2 separate regions of the Sus scrofa genome follow, and region 1 is linked to region 2. The links are chromatin contacts, called in public Hi-C maps. All regions are on one chromosome and are shown on one strand. Each heading gives the region's core, a stretch centred on a gene start, on an enhancer-like site or on the middle of the called end of the contact. The rest is flanking DNA. Distances are from core to core; before and after follow the strand shown. Region 1 holds the start of IL17B (interleukin-17B). Region 2 overlaps IL17B (interleukin-17B).

Evidence for each region. A called contact is a pair of places that touch in the nucleus more often than the background predicts.
Region 1: a Hi-C map of omental adipose tissue shows a contact between it and region 2, with 1.9 times the contacts expected there. The contact joins the promoter of IL17B here to the enhancer-like site in region 2. A contact is called at or near these places in 1 of 5 promoter capture datasets (liver), 23 of 47 Hi-C or Micro-C datasets (alveolar macrophages, brain, embryonic fibroblasts and 12 more) and 1 of 2 datasets of contacts at active chromatin or transcription factors (skeletal muscle).

Annotation. Positions count from the first base shown.
Region 1 is chr2:150,581,415-150,585,018 of Sscrofa11.1, forward strand. It overlaps IL17B (interleukin-17B), which reads right to left and starts at 2,212. Exons shown (of 14, transcript XR_002342005.1): 1 at 1,814-2,212.
Region 2 is chr2:150,537,521-150,540,989 of Sscrofa11.1, forward strand. It overlaps IL17B (interleukin-17B), which reads right to left. Exons shown (of 14, transcript XR_002342005.1): 7 at 2,478-2,684. PCYOX1L (prenylcysteine oxidase-like) reads left to right here. Exons shown (of 7, transcript XM_003124085.4): 7 at 1-1,873. Among named protein-coding and RNA genes, the nearest start is that of PCYOX1L, 13 kb to the left of the region's middle. Within about 2 kb of position 1,616, at least 21 of the 83 cell types and tissues checked have an H3K27ac peak or open chromatin away from gene starts, as enhancers often do. A contact at or near this core is called in fetal skeletal muscle, omental adipose tissue and skeletal muscle, where this site is marked.

The DNA of each region.
Region 1 (3,604 bases), core at 962-3,461, 44 kb after region 2:
AGACACTGTCTCAATGGAGTCTCATAACACAGCGAGGTAGATTTTGTCACTCACTCCATTTCACAGACGAGGCCGCCAAGGCCCAGAGAGGTGAAGAGACTTGCCTGAGATCACACAGCTAAGAAGTCGTGGGGGGTGTCCCACCAAGGCCCTGTCACATGCCCTTTGCCCAGCTCGCCCACCTGGCCTGGCCTGGCAGGGGGGCTCCAGCCCGCGGCCTTCCCTGGGGAGAAGCTTTCAGTGAGACCTCAGGGGCCCCTCCTGTGCACTGCGACCATAATAAACTCCTGGACCCTTGACTATGGCCTGTTTCCTCCTGGGAACGTGGGGAGGGAGGAGGAAGGGCAGAGAGAGAAGCTTAGGGCCTGTACTAGTTTGCTAGGGCTGCCTCACCACCCCAGACTGGGGGGCTTCATCAACACTGTGGCATCCCACCAAAGTGCTAGAAGCGGCAGGTCTGAGGTCCACATGTGGGCAGGGCTGGCTCCTTCTGAGGTCTTCCCCCGCCCCCGCCCCCCCCCCCCCCCCCCGTGTCCTCGCCGCTGTCCGCATCTTAGTCTCTTCCTACATGGACAGGTCCAGGTGCAGTTCCGGGCCCAGCCAGGTGACCTTGCTTAACACCAGTTGCCTCTTTCAAGACCCTGCCTTCAAATGCGTCCCACCTGAGGTCCCGGGATGAAGCGCCCATCGGGGATGGGGGGAGGGGGCAGACAAACCCCCGACACGGCCCCTGCTCAGGCGGCCCTTCCCGCGGCTGGACGTTTCCAGAGGCCGGCCAGCCACCAGGGCCCACGTCAGCACGGCCAGAAGCCCCCGGAAGTGCCAGGCGGGGTCCAGGAGCACCCGCTGCAGAGGGAGGGGAGGGGGAGAGCCCCACGAGGCCAGGGCCTGAGGGAGGGACAAGACGCAGGCTGAGCCGCGGGGCCGGGTCACCCACCGGCCCCGCCGAAGGGCAGCCTCGCCCCTCCAAGCCCAGCGGGGTGACTGACCGACCAGAGGAGAGACGGGGACGGCGTCTGAACCGCGTGGCCCGGGTCCGGGCTCACAGGGACCTCTGCGGCGGCTGTGCGGCCGCATCCCGCCCACCACGCGGGGACGCTGGAGACGCCACCTCTGAGGGTCCCCCAACCCGGCCCCGCTGTGGGGAAGAAACCCCCACACCCTGGCCAGAGCATCTGCCCTGAGCTGCCCAGATGCGCAGGGCCTCCCCGCCCCGACGCGCGTGTCCTCACGACGAGGAGCCCAAGGCCCCCGGAGCCCCGGGCACCCGGGAGCCCCAGCGACAGCGGAAGAGGCGGGACAGGGCCGAGCTCCGCGCGCAGGCCTCGTCCTGCTGCGTTCCTTCTAGAACCTTCCACACCGCTGGGTAATGACCGCCAGGGGGGCCTCCTGACCCCACGGGTGGCTTCGCCACCAGGGTTTGAGATGGGGGGCGGGGGTAAGGACAGCAGGAACGGCAAGGACCCAGCGAAGGGAGTGGCCTCTTTCTTTCTGCTTTTCCATTTCTGGCCGCGCCCGGCGCACGGGGAAGTTTCCAGACCAAAACTTCAAACTGCCCCACAGCTGCGACCCAAGCTGCTGCAGTGACCACGGCTAGGCCACCAAGGAACGCTGACCGTCCGGTCTATGTACCTCGGTGCAACTCCGCCCGCTTTTCCTGGGCCCGTGCGCGCGGGCTGCGGGGGACGCGGCGGTGAACGCGACCACCGGGGCCCCGCCCGGGACGCGTCCCACACGTGCACAAGGGCGAACCTGGGGGCTGAGACCGCTTGCGACACAGCCTCACGCACGAACACTTTCAGCACAGCCCTACCTGCCAGGCTCGCCGCGGGCCTCTGTCCTGCGGGGAGAAGGAGCGGGCACCCCTGACAGGTCCGCGGACGGACCCCCGGGACCACTCGCGCTCTTCCAGCAGCGAGGGTCGCCCTTCCTTTGACGGACAGGCGTCCTGGGCCACGCCCACCGGGGGAGGGGCCAAGGAGGCTGCCGCTGGCAGGAGGGGCGGCGCCCTCTCGTGGCCTCCCCGGGAAGGACAGGCCATCCTGCTTAGGAGCCGGAGGGAGATGGGAGGGAGACCGCCTTGCCCGTGGGGCACCGAACGCCTCCGGCATTCCCGTGCCAGCCAAGCTTATTGCTGTGAAAGGGCAGTGCCCAGAAGAGGCGACCTGTCCTCTGCTTGCATTTTATTTTTTGTCTTTTTGCCATTTCTGGGGCCGCTCCCGCGGCATATGGAGGTTCCCAGGCTAGGGGTTGAATAGCAGCTGTAGCCACCGGCCTACGCCAGAGCCACAGCAATGCGGGATCCCGGGCGTGTCTGCGACCTACAGCACAGCTCACGGCAACGCCGGATCCTTAACCCACTGAGCAAGGCCAGGAATCGAACCCGTAACCTCATGGTTCCTAGTCAGATTCATTAACCACTGAGCCCCGACGGGAACTCTGTGCTTGCATTTCAGACCTAGACAGCCCCTCTTCGGGTCATGGGCGCAGGCAGAGTAGACACCCAGCCAGCAGCGAGGGGCAGGTACAGACTTGCTCCTTTTAGGTGGACTGTGAGGGTGGCATCTGAGTGGCTCCCTCTGGGGATGGCCAGGGCCATGTCAGTTGCACTCCAATCTGTGTGAGGCCGGAAGGAACCACAGTTACATTCATTTAGAGACTGTCCCCTCTGACCCAAGCATCCACCCCTCTGACTTCCCAAAACTCGTTTGGCCCGCTCATCCCAGAGCGAATTCTGACAGAGCCACAGGGACATCTGCTTGCACACCCCAATGACAAGGATCTCGTCACCTGACCAGCCTGCCTGGGCCCTTGGTCAGCCTGGGTTGTGAGACGCTCCTTCTCTCGTTGGAGGAAAAGCCCTGTCATTTTCCGGATCCTCTGCTGCCCACAGAGGTTTACAAACAGTGACCCTGGCTTCCTTGGGCTTCTCTCCTCCAGGCTAAACATGCCCGGGGCCCCCAGTGGGCATCCGAGACTGAATTTAACTTGTTTTCCTTCCTGCACAGTCAAGGCCTCTTTTGGGAGGCCAGGACCTCCTTTGAGACCCTAATAAAAACACTCAGCCGTCTTCACGGAAGACAGCACAGGTGCACACCAGGTGTTATGTGCAGCTGAGCGGGTCCATGGACTCCAAGGGCGCTTTCTTTAGTGGATGTCAGTCTCCAGGGCGTGGTTGGCCTTCGCCGTTAACATCTGTATTCACCGAAAGTTCACCGAGGGCCTGCCATGCGCCAAGTGCCATTTCTGTGCCCAGGATGGACGGGAGAATAAGACAGATCCCAGCTCTGAGGATTTTACAGTCTAGAGCAGGAGACAGACACAAACAAATCAGCCACCGCACCGTCAATCTTAGATCGCGACAGAGTCAAGGAGGACAATGGAGCCCAGTGGTACGGCGAGAAGTGACCAGATTAGGAGGGCTACACCCGCGGGTGGCCGGATTAGGAGGGCACCTTTGTTTTTGCTTTTTAAGGCTGCACCCATGGCATATGGAGGTTCCCAGGCTAGGGGTCAAATCAGAGCTACAGCTGCCGGCCTACACCACAGCCACAACAACGCCAGATCTGAGCTGCGTCTGCAACCTACACCACAGTTCACAGCA
Region 2 (3,469 bases), core at 366-2,865:
TTCTGACTTGGTTTTCTGAGAGGACACCGTGAGGACTCTGGGAGGCCGTGGAAGGCAGAGAACTCGGAATCCGATTTCTTGGTGCGTCCCCTGCCAGCTCCCAAAAGGCACCTGAGGCAGTGCTTTCCAGAAATCAGACGGCTCCCCGCAGAGGGGAGGTCAGAAAACCTAGGACAGGGCGCCGGCGCCTGTTCACTGCAGGCACCTTAGATGCAAAGTGCCCAGTTGAGAACTGACTGCACGACAGTCCAGCCTCTGGATCCCCCTGCGGGTGGGGGAGGCGACCGTGGAAGGACACAAGGGAGAAAGGCTGCCCGAGCAGAGAGCTGCCCGTGAGCTCGAGCCTCACGGCAGCCAGTGGCAAAGGGAGCATCGCAGGCGAAGGAGGCGCCTGGGAGGACCGACCCTCTGCCCGGAAAGCGAGGGCTGAGCAAGAACACGGCCCATCCGCCTGGGAGAAGCCAAGTTCCCGGCGGCGGAGAGCGTCCAGCCCAGACATTCGCCGCAGAGCAGAAGGTAGTGGGATGGCGTTCAGGTGAGGACGCCCAGGTCCCACCCCGACCTGCTAAACACGCCTCGGGGGAGGACGCAGACACCAAGAGGACACCAGGCTGCCGAGGACCTGGACGTCAGGACTTCCTAGACGCCCCAGAGGTCATCAGCCCTTGTCCCTCGTCTGGTAGAGGTGGAGCTACAAGGCCAAAGCGAGAAGAGAACTGGCCCCAGGTCTCCCAGTGAGTTCGCAGAACTGGGCTTCAGCCTGGAGCTTCTCCTTGGAATTAACTGAATTCGGCGTGGGGCAAAGTACCCTTCACGCAGGCAGAGGCTCCGTGGCCTCTGAGTCGCTTTTACTGGGCTTTCCTGTTTTACTAGGCAGAGGTGACAGCAGGGGTGGCGGACCGGCTGGTGCTTTTAAAGGGCACGGGCACGGGCGCACGCCTCTCGGTCGTCGCAGGAAGGAAGACCGCTCCCCAGTGCGACAGAGGACGACAGGTCAGCTAGCTGAAGCGACAGAGGGCCTCGCTGGTTATGATGAAGGGCCGGGGCCGCGCCAGCACCGAGCACGGCGAGGTGCCCTGCCTCCTCTCAAGGGCAGAGACGGCTGCCCACAGCCGCCAGCGTCAGAGGGTCTTCTCCCACGAGGACCCATGAAGCAAAGTCTGGGCTCTGGGCCCCTGTGGAACCAATTCCTGGGGCCGAGAGAATGCCACGTGCTGACGGGCTCTGGGCTCAGCGGCTGGCCGAGTACCTGGGACACTGGGGACGAGACTAAACTGATGGGCTTAGAACAGTCAGGTCCCACCGCGGCACCAAGGGTCTCATCCAAGATCAAAGGGGGGAGCCGGCTCTGGAGAAAGGCACAGTGTCGCCCAGGCGGGGACGGGGCGGCGCCCTCCCCTCCTCCCAGGTCCACAGAGATCCATGTGCAGCGGCCTCTTTTCACGGCCGGGGTCAGACGTGACGATGGCACGGGCCGTCGCCATGTGGCTGAGGACCGGGGCGTGGGGCCAATACCAGTCTTGTCCCTGACAGCCCCCCCCCCCCCGCATCCCTAAGGACATGTGCACAGAAGAGGCACCAGGGCAGCCCCGTGTGATCCCCAGCCTGGCCGCAGTGGGGCGGGCTGGTCCTTCCGAAGCTCCCTGTCCCTGGGTGGGCAGGCCTGGCCAGCTCAGGACAGCAGCCAGCCACGCCGCCTGCTGCCACGAGCCCAAAGCTGAGGGCTGGCTCCCACCGCCCCTCTGCCCACAAGGAGAGGCCAGAGGTTCCAGAAGGCAGCCCCCAAGGGCCCCCAGCTCTCTGGGAGGGGAGAGAGCAGTTGCCAAGACAGAACCCTACAATCTGCCAAATAAACAGGAACGAGGCATCGCCACCTCAGTAGTGCCGGGATGTGGTAAATGTTTACAACTACCCCAGAGCAGGTCACCCAGCAAAATTCAGACGTGGGGGGAGGGGGGCGTTCGGGGGGAGAGCATGTCTTGCTCCTGACTCAGGAGGAGCAGGTCGTGGGCCCCCCCCCCAGGGGCATTCATTCACCAAGTGCTGCACCCCTCGCCTGCGCTGGGCGCTCACTCTGCCGCGGGCCAAAGATGCAGCGCTGGACGGCAGATGGGGCGTCTGTTCTCATGGAGTGAGGGTTTCTCACCAGACAGTGGAAAACACAAGCACCACTTAGAATCAGAGCAAAGGAGGTTCCGGGGTACAGTGCAGAGCTGGCTCTCCAAGGGCCTCAGCTCCTCCAGGTGCCAGCCACACTCGTGAGTTCAGAACCGTGAAGCTGGAGGAGAGCCTGGGGATGCCCAGATCCCACCTGCTCATTTCAGAGCAGGAAACGGCCGCCAGAAAGAGGCAAGGCCGCGGCCGCGTCCCGCCAGCTGGCACCTGCGCGTCTCCGTGTCTGAGGAGGAGGACGGCCGGCCCCGCCCAGAGGAGTCTCCCCACCTACTGCCCACGCCCTGGGGCTCCCAGGCCCTTACCCCGCAGAAAGGCTCTGGAGGCCGTGGGTCCCTTGGCTGCAGCTGAAGTCTTAAGGCCTGGAGAGCAGCTGCGGGGCCTCAGGCAAGAGCAGCCCCTCGGGAGGAGGCGGCTGCGGACAGATCAGCCTGCACTGGCACATGAAGTCTGTTTCCATGTGTCTGGAACCGGGCCGAAGCTTCCCGGGATAATTTTAGCCAGAATCCACTCTAGAACAATACCAAAAAAGGTAAGGTGCTTGCCAGCGCAGACAGGCACATACCTAACCACCGCCCTTTCATGAATGGGCCCTGCAAAGCCTGCGAACTAGAGCTGCCTCGGGCGCTGAGGCTGGCAGCCAAGGAACGACTCCTCTCCCGCTGCTGCCCTCTGACTGAAACTAACGCTCAGTGCCAACTAGTCTCAGCCTCAGAAATCGGCCTGAGCCCCTCAGCTGTTTTCGGGGTGGAAGGTATTTTTAGCCCCTAGAACAGCTGATTTAGCATGCGTCGCAGGACTGGGAGGGCGGGGAGGACTGAATCGCAGGGGCGGAGGGGGTGGCGGGGGGTGGGGGGCTCAGCATCCGGGGCTCAGGAGCCTGCAGGGCTTTAGGACCAGTCTGTCCACGCTGCCTTTTGAATCAGCAAAGGGTCTTGGTACAAGCCAGTGGCCCTCAAAGTGCGGTCCCCCTGTCAGCGGTGGCAGTGTCACCTGGGGAGCGCGGCATTAGAAAGGCAGGGTCGCAGCCCCCACCTCAAACCTACTGACTCAGAAGCACTGTGTTTAAACAAGGCCTCCAGGGGATTCGGGTGCAGCTACGCGTGAGGCAGCGCGTCATCCAACCAGACCCCTTGTGCGCAGGGCGGGTGAAAGCCGTGGGCGCCGCTGCTCTCCACCCCCGAGCCTTTGTGCAAAGCCAGGGGTCTGCAGACCAGAAGGGCAAACGCACACGAGAACGCCAGGCTTGCTGGCCCACCGGAGAAAGCCTGCTCCGCCCCAGCAGCCCCAAGGCTCC